Linked DNA regions of Mus musculus: regions 1, 2, 3, 4 and 5 are each linked to region 6. Evidence: chromatin contacts called from public ChIA-PET, Hi-C and promoter capture Hi-C data. All regions are on one chromosome and are shown on one strand. The core of a region is the stretch at or near the end of the contact, and the rest is flanking DNA. Distances in the headings are between cores, read along the strand shown.

Region 1 (3,159 bases), core at 575-3,074, 910 kb after region 6:
CTCTGTGTAGCCCTGGCTGTCCTGGAACTTACTCCGTAGACCAGGCTGGCCTCGAACTCAGAAATCTGCCTGCCTCTGTCTCCTGAGTCCTGGGATCAAAGGCGTGCACCACCACCTCCCGGCTTCGTTAACCTCTTAAAACATTGCCTTACAGGCGTTATTAATATTATTTACAGTGCTGGGGATCAAACCTCAGGCCTGACACCCTGTACCACTGAGCTGTATAGCCCTGCATTTTTCTTAATCTTAAATACTCAACTTCTTGTTGTTGTCTGAATGTCATAAGTGATTATGTTGATATATACTGAACTAGACCATTCCATGATTACAAAGAAAGATGTATTAGAGATTAAACTGTCAAGCCATGGGAGGAGGTGGCAGAAAGAAGAACAAAGTGGCAGAGAAGCAAGCTGATTTCATGTGACAGCAAGGTGGAGCCCTGAGCTGATACAAGCTGCCCAGACTGACTGGGAACCAGGTACCCTTGCCTGAGGTAGTGACCTTTGGGGAAATGTTAAGGAGGGAGGGGTCCTGAAAGATTAAGGGTGCCTCACTCTATGTCCCTTATGTGTTTGGCATATGTACAGAGTTCAATAAGTACTTGTTGAATTTAAAATCCTTATCTATCTATCTATCTATCTATCTATCTATCTATCTATCTAATGTATATGTGTGCCTAGATATATGTGTACCATGTATGTCCTTTAGCATGGATGCCAGATGAGGGTGTCAGATCCCTTGGAACTAGAGTGGCAGGTGGTTGTGAGTCACATGATATGGGTGTTAGGGCTGAACCCAGGTCCTCTGAATAACAGCAAGTGCTCTAAACTGCTTAGCCATCTTCCCAGCCCCTAGTTATTTATTTATATTTTGTGTTATGAGTGTTTTTGCAAGTGTGTATGCATGTCTACCACACGGATGCAGTGACTGATGTAGTCAGACAAGGTAATAGAGCCCCTGGAAAGGAAATTATAAATGGTTGTTAGCCACTATGTGGGAGTTTGGGACCTCTGAGAGAGCAGCAGGGGCTATTAACTGCTCAGCCATCTCTCTAGCCCTTATTAATTAACTTATTTATTTATTTATTTATTTATTTATTTATTAAAAACCTCACAATATTGTTTAAGCGTTGAATGGCTCTGCTGGAGAGATCCTTACCACAGCTTCCCAAGGTTCTCAGATTTGAACTGTGCCTGGTCCCATGTATTTAAAGTTATGGTATGCACTGTAAATTGAACAAGTTTGCTGTTGTTTTGTATTAAACTTATGGCCTTGCACATGTCAGACAAGGCTCTAGCACTGAGCTGTTTCTCCAGACCCTTGAAAGCACACAAAATATTGTTCCTGCTGAGGTCTATATATAAATACACAACGCTGTGGTTAGCGTTTCCGATTTACAACATACCCCTTCCTTTTCTTTTTCTTTAATTTAATTTTTAACTTATTCATTTTACATCTCTTTCACTGCCAGCCCCGCCACCTCCGCCTCCCTTCTTTTTCAATGTGACTCTCCTTCCTCGCTCCCCCCAGTGGCTGAGTTCAAAATTTAAATATGGTATCCAATCGGCTTTATGAGATCTGATCAAAACATCCAGGTCGTCGAAGCTGAAAAAAAAAAAAAAAAAAAAAAAAACGTATCCTAGAGCTGTCCTATGACAGTCACCTTCCACGGTACCACTCTAGACTAGGACCCCAAAGCAACAGCAGCCCCGAACCTTGCGCGTGCGCTCTTGCACACCGGTGCCAGAAGGCGGGCGCGTTCCTTGCCCTCTCGGCACCCTTACTTTTCGGGGCGGTAGCGGAGAAGTTTCCTGTCCCTCAGCTTCCTACCGGAAGTGCTGAAGGGAGAGTTTGGCGGTTTCTCTGGCTCTGCGCTGGCGGCATTTGGGGGTGCGGATTGCGGGTGTGCACGCGTGGATTTAATTCCAGCTTTACAAGGATCTGTAGCGCGGACGGAGACGTGTTGCTAGTGTAAGTGCACACGTGTCCCGGCTGCCCGCGTGGGAGGACCGGGACAGTCACTCTAACTTCATATTTCCCGCCTGGCTCATTTGCAGAGGCGTTCTCATAAAGGCAGAACCAGTTCTAGTTACATCGCTCGTGTGCCCTGGGGCCTTTCCCTGAGTCTGCATGGCCTCCGCATAGAGTGAAGGGTGGACAAGGTCCTTAGGTCTCCCTCGGATCTTTTCTTTTGTTTTTTCTTTGAGACAGTCTCACTGTGATGCCCTAATTGGCCGGGATTTGCTATATAGACCAGTCTAGCCCGAAGCTGCAGCCGTCCTTCTAACTCTGTCCCCAAGTATTGAGATTACAGATGTTCCCCCCAACACAGCCGGTTTTTATTTCTTTATGTTTGGAAACGAGGCCTCTCAGTGTAGCCCAGTGTAGTTACCATTTTTGAATATGAATGTCGGTTTCTTTCGAGCCAGGTAGTGGGTGGGGGAGACGAGGGCTGTGGGGTTAAACACCCTTGGTCTTATTTTAAACGAGACAGTAGGTTTCGGAACAAGAGGTTACATAGCTGCCTCGAGATTACATAGAAAAACGTTTATAAGGTTCAGAACTTGATACTAGATGGCTATTCCGTATCTCCGGAGCTAGAACCCCTCTTATTCCCGAGTCACCCGTTCTTGGAACCGGCTGTATAAGCAGATGTGCAAAGTTAAGACTGAATGAGCTTTGGTTTCAAGGCCACTGCCGCAGCAAACAGGGTATGGACAAGTGTGACTTTTCCAGGTGGATCCTGTGCTTCTCCGGTTGGAAGATCTGTTTGCAGTTCTGTTGTCTTGAACCTAATTAGAGGCATCATGGAGGCGCCTCCAGTCACCATGATGCCCGTCACTGGGGGCACCATTAACATGATGGAGTACCTCCTGCAGGGTAAGTCAGCCAAGGAGCTTGTGTTACCAAGTTTTCAGTTTTTTCTGGCTAGAGCAAGTTGAGATGACTTATAGGCAACTGTAGGGTTCCTGTAACTGTGTTTAAAAGAGGGTGGGTGGGAAGATGGCTCAATGGCCAGAAACTCACTCTGTAGACCCTTCTGGCTGCAGGGGCCTGGGATTATAGATATTTACCACTATTGTCCTATTGTCTGTTCTCTCTCTCTCTCTCCCTCTCTCCCTCTCTCTCTCCCTCCCTCCCTTGCTCTTTCTTTCTTTC
Region 2 (2,906 bases), core at 353-2,852, 730 kb before region 6:
TTAGCGCATCTGATATCCTCTCTGGCCTTCACAGGAGCCAGGCATATGCATGGTGTACACAGGTGAAACACTCATATGCACACACACACACACACATACATACACACACACACATACACACACACACACACACACACACACACACACACACACTTCTTTAAGGATTTTTTTTTTCCCAAAAATGATTCACTTAAAATAAAGAGCAGAGGAGCAGAGGAAATGGGGCCAGACCCAAAACTAATCAAATCTTGCTACCGGTTCCTGGATCTCAATGGTCCTGAGCCTCCATAGAACCAATGGTAGGATCCATCCACCATTTCCCACGACTTCTACATCCACTCCACTCTCTTAGCTCCCTTCTCTTGTCTGATCATTTGCTTGCCTGTGTGTTTTCAGACAGAGTCCCAGGTAGCCCAGGCTGGCCTCAAAGTCACCATTTAGATATAACTGCCCTTGATCGTCTCCTGGGCTCTACCCTGAGTTCTGGGATTACAGGGACTCAATCTTTAAAACAAAACACAATTGCCATTTATATAACAGTTGCTAGAGTTAGGCATTATCAATATACAGGGCTTTTTGGTTGTTTTGGCTTATTTTTGTTTTGAGCCAGAATATTTTTATTTATTTATTTATTTATTTATTTATTTATTTATTTATTTATTTATTTATTTATTTTTGAGACAGGGTTCTCTGTGTAGCCCTGACTGTCCTGGAACTGACTCTGTAGACCAGGTTGGCCTCGAACTCAGAAATCTGCCTGCCTCTGCCTCACAATTGCTGGGATTAAAGGCGTGCGCCACCACACCTAGCCTGAGCCAGAATCTTAACTATGTAGTTCAATCTTGGAACTTGGAACTCACTATGTAGCCCAGGCTAGCCTCAGACTCATAGAGACCCACCTGCTTCTGTCTCCTAAGAGCTGGCATGCTTTTTATTTTAATGATTTTTTTAATTGTATATGCATTGATATTTTGCCTGCATGGGTGTCTGTGTGAGAGTGTTGGACTCCCTGGAACTGGAGTTACAGTTGTGAGCTGCCATGTGGGTGCTGGGAATTGAACCTGGGTCCTCTGGAAGAGCAACCAGGGCTCTTAATCTCTGAGCCACCTCTCCTGCCCCTTGTTGGCTCTTTTTAAAGTAAGTGATTAGTCAGCAGTGTGATGTAGGGCTGCAATTCCAGAATTCAGAGGTTGAGGCAGGAGCAGCTTGAATGTAAACCCATCCAGAGTGACATAGACCATGTCTCAAAATACAAAGATAAAAAAATAAGGCTTATCACTGCAGCATACTTTTTTTTTTTTTTTTTTTTGAGGGGGATGTTAAAGACTTGTAAATTCAGCCTCAGGCCTGAGGTCTGAGTTGTCAAATCATGAAAACAAGATTCCTTCCCAGGACACAGGGCTCCAAGCCTGGAAACCATCCATCCATCCTGCCCCGTGTCTCCATGTTGCTCTGTATGCCCTGCCTGTGCTTCTTTTGAGAACTGACAACTCATCTACAGGAACCTCAAGGCTAGTTTCATCCACCCCCAGGTTTGAAAGAAGGAAGCTCCTTTCCCCGCCCCTAGGCCCTCCTTCCTCCCGCCTCCTCCCTTTCTCTTCTGCAGAAAAAGCAGCCAGGTTCAAAGTGGCCTGCAGACTGTCCTGAACTCATCTCTCAAAGCTGCTACAGAGCCCAGGAAGATTTCAGGATGAAGAGCTTCCTCCTCTTCCTCACTATCATTCTTCTGGTTGTGATTCAGGTAAGGACAGCTCCTCCTAGAGTCACTGCAGCTACCACCAGGTCTTAGCTTAATGGTTTGGTCCAGGTTCTGGGGAAGGAATGCAGGTTCTCGGTGGTGGTGGTGGGGACCCTTGCCTTCTACCACAGGGACAGAGATAGATGGTCGCCAACTGGAAACCAGGGATCTAGGAGGGCCTATATGGCTGGGTTTCTACTCCTCACAGGCGCTATCAGACTGGCCTCAGAGAGGGAAATCTCAGAAGGTGTCTGATGTGTGAAGCTACTCAGAGGGTTCTGGGTAATTCTGGATCAGGAGAGGAAGCCCTGATGAGGAGAGCCGCAGAAGTGGCCCTTTTGAGAGGGCTGGAGAGAGGTCTAATAGACTGCCATAGGTGACCGAGGGTCCCCTGCCCCTGCCATAGTGAATTGTGGGTGTGCAGGAATACAGAGACAGAAGTCTCCCATATACTCTGCAGATCAACTGCCACCCTGGGAGGCATCCTTTGTGGCACTATGTACGCAGAGAGGCCTGATTAGCACAGGGAATGGAGCCATCAAGTTCTTGATCAAGAACATCTAGACCATGCATCAAGGCAGTTTGATGGCCACCAAAACTAGTTTGATGACCATCAAGGGCAACTTCAGTTACTGCCCGATCAAGCATCAAGGACAGCTTGTCACCTGCCATCCCCACCCCACCCTCTGCCAGGGGCCTTACTCAGGCCCGTCACGTGTGATACTCTGGACCATGGTGGACTCTGATCACCAGGAGATGAGGAAACCGAGGCTCTGGGAGGGGAAGCCCACATTTGGGTTTCTGTTTCCCTCTTTGCTGGAGGATCTGGCAGCCTGAAAAGTGGTGGGAAGTTTCGAGGTGGAAGAATGACAAACATGGGGGCTGCCTTTCCCTTGCCTGTGATGAGGTGGGAAGCCAAACATCTCAACAGGGCTGATGGCAGTTTTATGGAAGCCTAGAGTTGAAGAAAGGGAACAAAGGGGCAGGAGCCCTCAACAGAAGGTTCAAATCCTACTGAGCAGCGCTTCTCTTGCAGATACAAACAGGATCCTTGGGACAAGCCACTACGGCCGCTTCTGGTACTAACAAAAACAGCACCTCCACCAAAAAAACCCCCTTAAAGAGTGGGGCCTCATCCATCATCGATGCGGGTGCCTGCAGTTTCCTC
Region 3 (3,338 bases), core at 410-2,909, 860 kb after region 6:
GTGTGTCTGTGTGGTATTGGGAATAGAATCCAAGGCCTTGGGGTCCTAAGTGGACACTGTAATATTATCCTCTATCCTCATCCCACAGAGTATATGCATTTGTTTGTTTATTTGTTTTTGGTTTTTTGAGACAGGCTTCTGTGTAGCCCTGGCTGTCCTGGAACTCACTCTGTAGACCAGGTTGGCCTTGAACTCAGAAATCCACCTGCCTCTGCCTCCCAAGTGCTGGGACTAAAGGCGTGTGCCACCATGCCCGGCTGAGTCTATGTTTTTAAGGAGAAAGCTGAATCTGATATAGAGTTGTTTAGAAAAGAATTAACCCAAAGGGATATTCAGTGGCCAAGGGTATATTATTAGAAGCACGTTGTGCCAGGTGGCATAAGGTAGAAAGAAAAAAAAAAAGTCTAAATGTAGACACTGCCCTCAACAAGTTTATAATAAAAACTTTCAGATAAGACAAATACACAGAATATGACAACACAAGTTACAGTATGGAAAGTATTAAAACACAGAGAGAAAGGTCCAGCCCGAGTTTAGGGCTCTAAGGAGCATGCAGGTGAACTCCCTTCCCTACAGAAGGCATTAGACCAAGTCAGGAGATCACCTTTGGTATCATAAGCCTAAACTCAAGACTATTTCAGGCAGGAACTGAGAGGATTAATCAGCTCCAGCTCTGTCTAGGACTCCTTAACCAGAATAAAGAGAAACTTGAAACGGGAGAGGCCTGAAGAAAAACCGCGAAGGAGATGAGTAGAAGTGAATGGGTGAATCAAGGGTAAAGTGCTGAGATCTGGATGGAAGAGGTGAGTGTAGGGAAGTCATGAGAGTGAATGTCTAGAGAAAAAGAGGGCTAAAAACAGAAACTAGGAGAGCACCCACGTTTAGGGAGTGGATGGAAAAAGAGGAGTCAGAGAGGAGTGGCCAGAGGGAGAAGTGAGAAATAGATCAAGCCAAACACCTAAGTTACAAAGTTTCCATGAGTGCCTGGAGGGTGGAAGGCGGTGTGAAGGCACCCAAGGCAGGACAGAAGAGGGGAAATTGTAGCAATGAGGATTGAGATTAAATTTGAGATTGTCAAGGGTATTTCAGTGAGGGCTTTTCCAGAGACTCCACAAATAAGGTGATTTCCTTGGTTTAGTGTTTCTGAAGGTGCAGATCCCTCAGGGCCTGAGGGGACAGGGTGGTGGCTCTTGGCTTCAAATTTGTGGGTTTTGATCTATAATTAGAAGAACTGGATGTGTGTGGTTAGAACTCTCTGCAGACCTAACCAGTCCCTCCAGGAACTGGAAAGCTGAAGAACTTACTCAGAAGGGATTTCACACCTGGCTGTCTGGCCCAGCCCCGTGAAGTCCCGTTTCATCACGCAGCCCTAATGACTCCTTGGGCTGTCACTCTCATCTGGTATTGCCAGAGACCTGACTAACGCCTTCATGCAAAAGTTTGCAGCATCTGTGCGAGGCCAACTACAGCTCCCAGAGTTCCCAGGCGCTTGTCGATGCTGATTGGACGGAAGGTTGGCTCCGGAGGGAGGTGTCGGCTCCGCCTCCCCGAGAAACAGGCATCTGATTGGCTGCGCCGTGGGACTTTTGTGTCCCCGCCCTCCCCCAGGGACCGCAGCGGGCTGACAGAGCCGGGCGAGCGCTGGCAGTTCCGTGGTGGGGATGGTGAGGAGCGCCGGCTTCCCGAGCAGCGCTGGCCACTGCGGACTTCCGAGGCACTCCGGGCCGTGAAAACCTCTGCGCCGCGGCCAATCTCAGGCCTCCGAGGCCGGCCGCAGTTTTCCAAGCTGGGCTGAAAGGAGTGTCTATCGCCGTAGCGCCGGTTCTCCTAATCCCGAGAGACAGCCCGGGGATCTCGAGCTTCCCCGGCGACCCCTAGTCCCGGCCTCCTGTGCGCGCCCGACCTAGACCCCTCGGGTGTCCCAGGCGCGGACGAGCCGCGGCCGGGTCCTGGCGTACACCATGATCGTAGCGGACTCCGAGTGCCATTCCGAGATCAAGGGCTACCTGCCGTTCACCAGGGGTGGTGTGGCCGGCCCCGAGACCCGAGAGGTAAGCAACAGCCGGGCGAACCCGCTCTCCTCCAGCCACCGCCGAGCTTCGGGCAGACCCGGTCTAAGTCTGGTGCGCTCCCCCCGGGCTTAGGGTCTGAGAGCACGTAAGCTAGGGCTAGGGTTGCATCAACTGCAGCCTCCGCTCTCCCTTCCCCTCCCCACTGCCCTCTCTCTCTTTACCCTCCCCACTACCACCCTGGGAGGGAGGGGGATGCGGAGCCCTCCCTGGCTCCTTCGGACTCCTGGCCAATGAGAGGGGACGCCTTCTCGTGGCTCTTTGGGTTTGTTCTCTGCTAAAGCGAGCGTCTTCAAGTCCAGGCAAATCCCGGCCGGAGAGACCCGACCACTCCTCCTCCCCGCCCCCTTCCGCAGAATCCCTTCCTCTCGGTGGGGGCAGGCGGGCTGGGAGCTCTTTCTAGGATCGGTTTCTGGTCCTGTCGCTCAGCGAAGGGAGTAAACCACCTGGGACTGACCAGGGAAGGTCGATTCCCTTTTTCAGTCCTTACCTGCACCCCCGATCTGGAGACTGGTCCGAGTGCTTTATGGGTCTGGCTGGCGGCCTGATCCTCGGCGGCGGCAGCCTGAGAGAGCTAGGGGAGAAAGCGGATAACCCTTGGTCCCTTGATAGATTGCTTCCTATTAAATTGTTCTGGGGTCCTCAAAGTTTGTTTTGCTGTCTCCTCAGAGCGTAGAGAGACTTCACAGGGAGACAAGGTATAATGCCAGTATAAAGCCCCCGTCTCCCTCCCAGCAGTCTCGATAGTGGACATAGTCTATGTCGTGTATGGAGCACCTACTAGATGCCAGGATATAGGTTTTGTCTGACAAAGACAGCAAATACAAAACGTATTTTAACCCCATTTTACAGAATGAGAAAATTGAGGCCCGAAAGGGACAGAGAGAGGCCTAGCCCTCATTCTCTGGACTGTGTGTGACTAGGATTTTGGAGAATGCTTGGCACTGCAGAAGATACTGATCCTTTTTGATTTTCTAAGCCTAGAGCAGTGTGGAAGGTCTATTGCCGGGGCTGGAAATAGGTACAGTGGTAGTCCCAAGGTGTATGATCTTAAAACCAGCCCATGTCTGAGGAAATGTCTTGGGGGGGGGGGGTCGTTGGAGGCAGCCATCAGTCTGTTGCTTCTTCATATGGTTTAGGAATCTGTATGCAGAAAGGACACCTCGCCTCAGCCTCTTTGCTGATAACTTTTGTCTGCCTTGTGAACAATGTTGTTTTTGTTAGTGAGCGCCCCAGAGCACTGAGGGAGGTGAGGGCTGGATTCCAGTC
Region 4 (3,002 bases), core at 436-2,935, 600 kb after region 6:
AGTGTCTGAAGACAGCTGCAGTGAACTTACATATAATAAATAAATAAATCTTAAAAAAAAAAAAAAAAAAAAAAAAAAAAGAACGCATCCCAGGGCTAGGCAGTGGTGGCAAATGGTTTTAATCTCAGCACCCAGGAGGCAGAGGCAGGTGGACTTCTTGAGTTCAAGGCCAGCCTGGTCTATAGAGTGAGTTCCAGGACAGCCAAGGATACACACACACACACACACACACACACACACACACACACAGACACCCAAAACAAAACAACAACAAGAAAACAACTGTCTCAGAGAGGTAGGGGTAGAAAGAGCACATCCCAGACATAGCAAGAGCAGTGTTCAGGACACCACGGAGACAACAGGGCCTTGTGAAAAGGCTTGAGAAATGACAAGCAGAAAAAGGACTACGAAGATGCTCTAGGTTTCTTGATAAAATGGAAGAAGTTAGAAGTATAGCTTCTTTTAGGAGATATTCTGGCAACCAGATGGCAGTCTCTGCAGAAAACCTGGTGAGTTTCGTCAAGCTGCTCATCTTTGGGCATCTTAACAGGAGAGTCAGATGGAGTGGGCAGAGGAGCATCTAGCAAAGACACTTGCCTCTCAAGCCACCTACGAGCAATGTAGTTTGTTTGTTTTTTAAGAAAGGATCTTTTTGGGCTGGAGAGATGGCTCAGCGGTTAAGAGCACTGACTGCTCTTCCAGAGGTCCTGAGTTCAATTCCCAGCAACCATACGGTGGCTCACAACCATCTGTAGTGGTATCTGATGCCCTCTTCTGGTGTGTCTGAAGACAACTACAGTGTACAGGCAGGTGGATCTCTGAGTTCCAGGCCAGCCAGAGCTACAAACACCTCCAAAACACTTGGTCATACAATGAATATGTACGAGGCAGAAAAAGCCCAGCAGATTAAGGCTTAGCGTGTCCTTCCTGTCAGTTACCAACAGGAAACAACCCCAAACCTGTTCTGAACACAGTGGACTCTTGTTCTTCAGGGATTTTTGTGCCCTGGGGACAGCGATATTAAACTCTACTAAAGCATACTTTCGAGTGGTAGGGCCAGGAAAATGGAGGCCGGGCGAACCACTGCAGGCTTGCCAAACAATAAAATAATAAAAACCCTGTTCCCCACTTGACCATACAAAAGACAAGGTAGGTAACGGACAGCTTCTGACACCTTGGGGTGTGCCACCCTCCCGCACGAAAACACGTTCCCTCCTGGCCAGGACACAAATGAGAACGGAGCCGTCAGTCTACGTACCGATTTCTTCTCCGCCTGCGACGGTGTGGGCGACCCGAAGCCACCGGGGGACTGCGTGTAGCCGCCTGCTCCGCCATAGGTGGAGCTGCTGAAGCTTTCGAATCCGCCTGCGGGGAACGACCGTCGTCAGAGTCTGCGCTGCGCTCCCCATCTCTATACCTGGCGACCGCTGTCCCCACCGCCCCAGCCGCGACAATCCCCCTGCCACCCCGCGAACGCCGCCGAGCCCGCCTCGGGCCTCTCGCTCCGTCCCGGCCTTCCTGCGCCAGACTCGCCCACTCCCAACACCCTCGCGTGACTCTCCCCACGCCCGCCATTACTATTCCACATCCTGGTCGCAGTTCTCCGGAGAGAGCGGCCCAAGACGCTCGGACACGAAAACTAAGAACACTTGGGAACTCTGTGCCGCTCTGGCGTGGCAGCCTTCTGGCTACTTTGCACTGGCGCCACAAACTCCTTCCCGCGAAGGGACAGCCAATCAGCGCCCTGGACACATTTACCTTCAGCCAATCAGAACTCATGAGTCCCCTCCTTTTTTTTTCGGTATCAAGGCCAAGCTTAGGAAAAACACCCGGCCCCAAGAAGGAATGGAAGCATGCGCGGCCATCTTTACTGAGGGCAAATTTCCGATAGGACAGTATTCAAGAAAACAACCAATCAAAACGATACTTCCGGGGCCATCCTCAAGCATTCTTCACACACACCCCATCTCCGTCGCATGCAACCCTACATCACTTCCGCCGCTCGCTAGCCCCCTTTTCCCGCCAAACTGCTAGTTTTCTGCTCTTCCAGAACTCCCGAGTTCAATTCCCAGCAACCACATGGTGGATCACAACCATCTATAATGGGATCTGCTGTCCTCTTCTGGTGTGTCTGAAGATAGTGATATTGTATTCATAAATAAATACCTGCGTGATGGTGGAAGGAGAGGCTCAACTGTTAATCCCACTGAAGATGAGTAGAAATGATTAAACAATTTTTGGTCAAATTAAGCAAGCTTAATTTTGTCAGAGATGGCTATCTCGCTAAACTGGGGTTTTGAGAAAACAGCATCGCCGGGCAGTGGTGGCACAGACCTTTAATCCCAGCATTTAGGAGGCAGAGGCAGGAGGATTTCTGAGTTCGAGGCCAGCCTGGTCTACAGAGTGAGTTCCAGGACAGCCAAGGCTACACAGAGAAACCCTGTCTCGAAAAAACAAAACAAATACAAAATGAGAAAACAGCATCGAACACAAGAGGTGAGGTTTATATAACCCCCAAAACTGCAAGAATATGGACATTTTCAAGGGTTATGTAGGCACTTGGTCGAACATTTCAGCATTATTTGGCAGAACGTCTATCAGACTGAAATCAGGGTATAGGGTGTGGAACCTGTCGAAATTCAGAAAGTTGGTCAAGACCTGGTCAAATTAAGTTTTATAGAAAAGAGGAATGGACTTATTTTGGTAGTATGATAAGATGGCTTCAGAACTTAAGGTGGAGTCAGGCTGCTCCATCACAACTCCTACAAGTTGTCCTCTACACACACACACACAAGCACACACTCCAGCACACATGTTCATACGCACACACAGGCTTGTATCCAGGGCATAGATAACATGTTCATGTTTTCAAAGAAAGAAACCCTACCTGGGGGAGGGGTTGGCACACGCCTTTAACCCCAACACTTGGGAGGTGGAGGCAGGTGGATCTCTGTGAATTTGAGGCCAGCTTGGTCTACAGTGTGAGTTCTAGGACAGTCAAG
Region 5 (2,867 bases), core at 10-2,509, 730 kb after region 6:
TGCCAAGAGGAACCAATAATAAACGCGGTTATTTGTTCTGTACATATTTAATTATTAATACTGAATTTTAGACTGATCACGCACAAAATGACGAAAAGAAAATGATGGTTGCAATGATATGCTACAAACACCCCAAAAACCGGAAGGGAGGAAAAAAAAAGAATTATCCAAATTTGTACCTCTAGATATACCTTAGATCACAAAATTTGAGAAACAGGACATTAACCATTATAAAGTCTAACCCTTTTCACATTATAGATGATTTTAAACCTCCAGAAAATGTAAGATAAGATGTCTTAAATTTTAAAATGCTAAGATCATGATTTCTAAACCATGGTAGCAACACTAGAGAAAAAGAAGTTAAAAAGAACGTTCTAAGAAACAATGTCTGGCTTATAAGGAAAATGATATTACATTGGTGAATCTTGGCAGAAAACAGCAACACCACACCACATCACAGTCGTTTAAAAGTTTAGAAACCCGGAGTCCTCTAACTTTAAATCCATGCAGAGTGAAGAACATCCGCACTTTTGCCTCAGCTGTGCACATCCATTCTCGTGGGACAGAGGACTCAAAACAGACAGGACGAAGACCTGTCAATTCAGGAGATCTCACAAGCCCGCCAGCGAGTCCGCCACCTGTTCGCTGCTGCCCAGAGAGCCCAGCAAACTGAGGCAGTGCGAGGACCTGGGGACGCCTTTGTTGTTCTCTAACTGGGGAAGCGACCTCAAGTCTAACCTCGCGCCTCCAAGCTGGAGCAGTCGGCCAGGATCTGGACTCGGAGGAAGCCCTCTCGCTCTGAAAGGGCAGGCGCAACACTCTTGTCATCTACCAGTCCCTGGAGGGGGGAAGGGTCACAGGCGAGGAGGGCTGGGGGACAGAGCCGAACCCCAACGCTCCGGGTGGAAAAACAGTGGATCGGGAAGAAGTGCTGAGAGAAGGGGGAGGCAGAGACCCGGCGCCTAGGCGAGAAGGGGCGAGGCCAGAGCGACGCCCGGGAAAAGCTCGAGGGCAGACCGGCAGGCAGGGACGAGGGGGACGGTGACGGGACCCCCTACCCAGCACGACCAAGGAGGACCTCTTCAGCCGGGACCCCGAACGCTGCACCCGAGCCACCGCGCTCACACCCTGGCGGCGGCGGGGACTCACCAGACGGCTGCAGACACTGCCCAGCACGACATGGGACGATTACGGACCCACTCTGGAACCAACAGAGTGGCGGAAACCGCGGCGTTAGCGTGACCCGGATGCGCATCCCTAGCCACCGGAAGTAGATGCGGGACCGCCTAACAATCCACACCCCGTTCCGACAGAACCCAGAGGACCAGTCAATCGTCTCGGGGCGGGGCAAGGCTTAGGTCCCGCCCACCTCGCAGACCCAGTTGCGTGATTGACTCCCTGGATCTTACGCACGAGATGACTTTCCGAGGATGCTGGTGCTGCTAAATTGCCGCCGCCTTCGTGAAAAGTACTCCCGCCCTCCCCAAAACAAAGTCAGATCAGGCTGATCTCGAACTGGGGACCCTCCTCCTTCAGCCTAGGGCTTGTGCCTCCATGCCCAGCCACCGCTCTCATCTTTGAAAGTAAGTTCTAAAAAAAAAAAATGTGTGTGATTCCTACCGTAAAGGGACGACGAAGTTGAAAAATGTTGACTGCAATTGGTCGAGTTAGAAAGACTAGGAGAGGAAAAATGGATGGGAACTTTTGAAGACACTTGAAAGGCTAACTCAAAGTGAACATTTCTATCCGAAAATTTAGTTTATACCTAGTATTATATTACACTTGCAGCTGCCTTCATTTTGTGCAAATTGTTTTCAGGAACATTTTGTTGTTTTTGTTTTTGTTTTTGTTTTGGTGTGTGTGGGGGTGGTTTTTTGTTGTTGTTTTTCCAAGAAAAGTTTTTCTCTATGGACCTTGGCCTAGAATTCCCTCTAAAGATCAGACTGGGCTCGAAATCAAGAGATCCACCTTCTTAGCTCAGAAACATTTTTTAATGCTTCATTAATTCTAAAATACAACTCAAGTGTGGACGAGGAATGGAGTTGAAGACAGGCTTTGTATAGTTGTCAGTGTATTCAATTCCATTCATGTTTGAAGGGAAAGACCCTCAAGAAAAAAAGACCCAGGCTGGTGAGATGGCTCAGTGGGTAAGAGCACCGGACCGCTTTTCCGAAGGTCCAAAGTTCAAATCCCAGCAACCACATGGTGGCTCACAACCACCCGTAATGAGATCTGACTCCCTCTTCTGGAGTGTCTGAAGACAGCTACAGTGTACTTACATATAATAAATAAATAAATCTTTAAAAAAAAGAAAAAAAGACCCAGAATTACAAATATTAGATTAACCCACAAAGTTTAAAAAACAAAAACCTAGCTTTTCAATACAAATAAAAATAAAAGATTTTTATTAACTGCTTCTATTTCAACAATTTTCTAAGCAACTACTTTTTGGGGAGCGAGCATCTTAACTGCTCTTTCTCACACATCACACCTACTTAGCACAATCAGTAGATGCTGTCTTCAAAGTCTTTGCAGAATCGGACCATTTTCCACCTGTGTTGGTATGAACCACAGTCAGTATGTAATTCTGAGGGTCCCATTCATGTTTGCTACCCTATACTCAATACAGAAGAGAGCCTCCCGTGAAAGCCTTAATCAGATCGTGTGCTTCTTCCAATGGCTCTGTCTCAGTGTGAACACTAAAATCCTTACATCACCTACAGGACTCAGAAGACTTTACTCTTCGAGTAGAACTCTAACCTACTTTGTCCTACCTTCCTTCCACTTACAACAGACTGGCCTCTGCTGTTCTCCCAGCCTGCAGGCAGGCTCTGGTGCTGTCTGCTTTCTACTCCCTCTACCTAGAG
Region 6 (3,324 bases), core at 19-2,518:
GTTCATTCAGAGCCTGAGAAGCAGAACCTGGTAACAAGTGGGGCAAGAAGCTCACCTATCTGGTGGTGGCAGCAACAGCACCATCATGCACTTACCTATCTTCATGAGGCAGGCCAGGAGAATCCAGAGGGAGATCTCAAAGGGTGTGCGCACGTGAGGGTAGTCAATGTCCAGGACTGGGAAGGCCTTCCGAGATGGCTTACCGCCATGTTCAATGATTAAGTTGGTCAAATTGTGGTCATCTGGGCGATGGAGAGGCTCTGATGGTGCCGTGGTGACATCCCCAATTGAGCGTTCCCGGGGTGGTTCAGAACCTCTGATGGTGCTGGCAGTAGGGCTGTGCTGGAGGCCGTGGCTCCTGAGAACAGGTAGCAGTCCCACCAAGGCAACCACCACCAGCAAGGAGGGGAAGATCCGAGGTGGATGAAATCCCCAGACGCCGGACCACCGAAGCATCATACTGATCCCCCAGCCTAGGAGGCCTCAGCCCTTAGCGAAGTGCGTGTAAGACCTGGGACATAGGTAGCAAGGAGTCCTGCAGATGGGGTGAGACTGGGGCAATCTCTAGGAAAAGTTCATGTTTTAGAGAAGTATTTTCGTTTTCTAGAGATTCACAATCTCAAAGTCCAAACTGCAAAAAGGGGTTAAGTACCTTGGAGGGACTAAGGAGGAAACCGAAAGGATCTAGAACTTCAGGCTGAGAGAAGGAAATCGGGGAAACTGCGTCCTGAAGAGAGGGGAAGGGCCGGATAGGCTGGACCACGGGCAAGGGAAAGGAGGAAGAAGGATAGGACCTTTGGCTAAGGAAAATCACCAGGGTGCTGGAACTCGGCTAAAGGGGAGGGGTAAGGAGCCTGGGCTAAAGACGGAAAAGGGTGAGACCCACTCCGCAGGGAAAGGCGAGAGAAGGCTGGAAGGCCAGCCTGGGATAAAGGAGTATAGCAGGAAAAAGGCTGGGGCTTTCCCACCCACAGGAGAGCCAGGGTCCAGCCGCGCCGGGCTGAGATTCCGGGGAAATGGAGGGAGGCGGAAGACAGAGGCAGACGGCCTGGCGGGAAGGTGCCTCGGCGCAGGCTGGAGGCGGCTCGCAGTGAGCCAGCAGCAACACACCCCTCCTTAAGACCCCGGTGCAGAGCTGTGTTCCACCCCGGCCCAGCGGCAGCTCCTTCGGTCAGCTCCAGCTCCACTTCCAGACCTGACACAGCCCCGGGTCCCGCGGTAGCGGACTGATGCCTCGCTGAGCACAGCGCAGCCATTTATAGGCACCAACGAGTAGCAGGCGCAGCAAGCTAGAGAGACCTGTCAGCGCCCGCGCGGTGCAGCGGCCCCTGTCGCCCAGGGAAGGAAGTGTCACGTAAGAAGAGGAAGCCGAGACCTAAATTGGAAAAAAAAAAAAAAAAAAAAAAGTACAATCTAACACGAGTGACATACTGTACTATCTACAAAGTGTTTTCTTGTTAGCATGTGACTTTGAACAAGTTATTTAGCCTCTCTGTTTCACAGCTTTCTCAACTGTAAGGTGGAGATGGATAGCTATAACAAAAGGATAACAAGATGGTTAAATGAGGTGATCTATGAGAAATGTTTAGAATGAAAGGGATGGGATCGTGGTTCAGAGGTAGAGTGCTTGTCTACCATTGGTTCCTATGCCCAGTGTCACAAAATAAAGTTAAATGAATGAATGAAATGGGCTAGAAATCTGCACTCTGTATGTTCCCAAGCATTGACCTGTGCTGAGGACCGTGTGAGCTGAAATCCGTTCCTGCATCCCAGCCACAGGTGCTTTGATGGCAATGTATTGGCTTCCCTTGACTGTGGCGGCATAACCCCAGCCTCCCTGTATCCGTCTTTAGGTCCAAATTTCCCCCTTTAAAAGGACTCCAAGCAAATTGAATTAGGAATTGGCCCTAATGGCGTACCTTACCTTGATCAACTTCAAAAACCCAATCTGAGCCACGAACGGTGGGAAACTGTAATTCCAGCATTTGGGAAACTAAAGAAAGAGGAATTTTTAACTCAACGTCAGCTTGTGTAACAAAGTGAGTTCTAGACCAGGCTGAGGTCAGTAGGGAGACCCTGTCTCAAAGAGATTTAAAACAACAACAACAACAACAAAACCCCTCATCTAAATAAAGCCACATTCTCGGGCACTGAGGGGTGGGCAGGGGTAGGACTTCAGCTTCTTTTGAAAGGGCGTGTTTCAACTCATAACAGTAGTGAAACAACCAAAAAGTAAGAGGCTGGGTATTGTTTTTGTCTGTCTGTCTATCTGTCTGTCTGTCTGTCTGGTTTAAAGAGAAAAGAAGGATTTTTATTATCTGCAGACAGAAAACAGCTTCCAGAAGGGGCATGTTCTGTTTTGTGCGAAAGGCTACATTCTTACAATGTAGCCCAGCTGGCTTCTAATTTTTGGCAATCCTCCTGCCTCTCCCTCTCAAGTGGGATTACTGGTATGCACCACCACACACAGCCGGAACTGGAATTTGAATGAATGATATTGATTAGAGTTCAGAAAGGTCGAGACATTGTGTCTACATGGTGCAATCATGAGAACTCTTCCCCCCCCCCTCAGAAGTAGGATCTGAACACAGAACCCTGTGCGTGCTAGGTAAGCACACCACCGCTGAGCCCAGACTGAGAAGTTTTTAAATCATTTCAAATGCCATCCTGTTTCATGGAAAGGTTAATTAAAGCCGAGAAATCCAAGGTGATTTGTTCAAGGGGCTGTTAGAGGGGTTTGTTTTCGTTTGACAAATCTCTTCAGAACTTTCTTGACAAGGATTTCTGCTGAGCTAGGGACATAGGCATGAGGCGTGGAGTGGGACTGTGAATGGTGATTAGGGTCAGCTCCAGAGCTCAAGGTGAGCTTCCCAGCTCTGGGAGTGTCCTGTTCCTTCACTGGGTGGTCCATACCCAGTTACTCAGAGGCAGTTATGTTGTGGGAGTTCACCATGCCTTCAGAGTTTGTGTACTTTCCATCTGGAAAAAGGTGTTTTCAAGTAACAAGAGTGTGATATGACAACCAAGTGTAAAACATTTCTGACTTTTCTGAACCTTGCCACGTTTTTCCAGGAATAGATTCAGACACTGGGAGGTGACCGGAAAAAAAAAAAAAGAAAAAGAAAGAAAGAAAGAAAGAAAGAAAGAAAGAAAGAAAGAAAGAAAGAAAGAAAGAAAGAAAGAAAGAAGAAAAGAAAAGAAAAGAAAGAAAGAAAGAAAGAAAGAAAGAAAGAAAGAAAGAAAGAAAGAGAAGATTCAGAAACAGACCTGGAAAGATGCTTTAGTGGCTAAGGACCATCATTCAAATAAATCCCCAGCTCTCAG

The links. Promoter capture Hi-C pulls out the DNA fragments that hold promoters and counts their contacts. A called contact is a pair of places that touch in the nucleus more often than the background predicts. ChIA-PET counts read pairs in DNA pulled down with a chosen protein or histone mark. Capture Hi-C pulls out chosen DNA fragments and counts their contacts.
Region 1: a Hi-C map of B cells shows a contact between it and region 6, with 9 read pairs. The contact joins the promoter of Med18 here to the promoter of Slc9a1 in region 6. A contact is called at or near these places in 1 of 484 Hi-C or Micro-C datasets (B cells), 1 of 115 datasets of contacts at active chromatin or transcription factors (embryonic stem cells) and 1 of 9 other capture datasets (pancreatic islet).
Region 2: an RNA polymerase II ChIA-PET map of memory CD8 T cells shows a contact between it and region 6, with 10 read pairs. The contact joins the promoter of Cd52 here to the promoter of Slc9a1 in region 6. A contact is called at or near these places in 1 of 39 promoter capture datasets (cranial neural crest) and 1 of 115 datasets of contacts at active chromatin or transcription factors (memory CD8 T cells).
Region 3: a promoter capture Hi-C map of liver shows a contact between it and region 6, with 2.5 times the contacts expected there. The contact joins the promoter of Sesn2 here to the promoter of Slc9a1 in region 6. A contact is called at or near these places in 2 of 9 other capture datasets (adipose tissue and liver).
Region 4: a promoter capture Hi-C map of liver shows a contact between it and region 6, with 2.8 times the contacts expected there. The contact joins the promoter of Rpa2 here to the promoter of Slc9a1 in region 6. A contact is called at or near these places in 2 of 39 promoter capture datasets (both in liver) and 1 of 9 other capture datasets (adipose tissue).
Region 5: a contact with region 6 is called in a promoter capture Hi-C map of adipose tissue. The contact joins the promoter of Eya3 here to the promoter of Slc9a1 in region 6. A contact is called at or near these places in 3 of 39 promoter capture datasets (cranial neural crest, liver and pre-B cells), 1 of 115 datasets of contacts at active chromatin or transcription factors (pancreatic cancer cells) and 2 of 9 other capture datasets (adipose tissue and liver).

What each region holds. Positions count from the first base shown.
Region 1 is chr4:132,462,586-132,465,744 of GRCm38.p6, reverse strand. Med18 (mediator complex subunit 18) reads left to right here and starts at 1,824. Exons shown (of 3, transcript NM_026039.3): 1 at 1,824-1,971; 2 at 2,737-2,880. The coding sequence starts at 2,808.
Region 2 is chr4:134,093,769-134,096,674 of GRCm38.p6, reverse strand. It overlaps Cd52 (CD52 antigen), which reads left to right and starts at 1,602. Exons shown (of 2, transcript NM_013706.2): 1 at 1,602-1,741; 2 at 2,775-2,906. The coding sequence starts at 1,691.
Region 3 is chr4:132,508,777-132,512,114 of GRCm38.p6, reverse strand. Sesn2 (sestrin 2) reads left to right here and starts at 1,659. Exons shown (of 10, transcript NM_144907.1): 1 at 1,659-2,051. The coding sequence starts at 1,962.
Region 4 is chr4:132,767,043-132,770,044 of GRCm38.p6, reverse strand. Rpa2 (replication protein A2) reads right to left here and starts at 1,685. Exons shown (of 9, transcript NM_011284.3): 1 at 1,579-1,685; 2 at 1,259-1,365. The coding sequence starts at 1,588.
Region 5 is chr4:132,637,438-132,640,304 of GRCm38.p6, reverse strand. Eya3 (EYA transcriptional coactivator and phosphatase 3) reads right to left here and starts at 1,259. Exons shown (of 17, transcript NM_210071.2): 1 at 1,150-1,259.
Region 6 is chr4:133,367,679-133,371,002 of GRCm38.p6, reverse strand. It overlaps Slc9a1 (solute carrier family 9 (sodium/hydrogen exchanger), member 1), which reads right to left and starts at 1,268. Exons shown (of 12, transcript NM_016981.3): 1 at 96-1,268. The coding sequence starts at 459. It overlaps Mir5122 (microRNA 5122), which reads right to left and starts at 1,227; the gene lies at 1,139-1,227.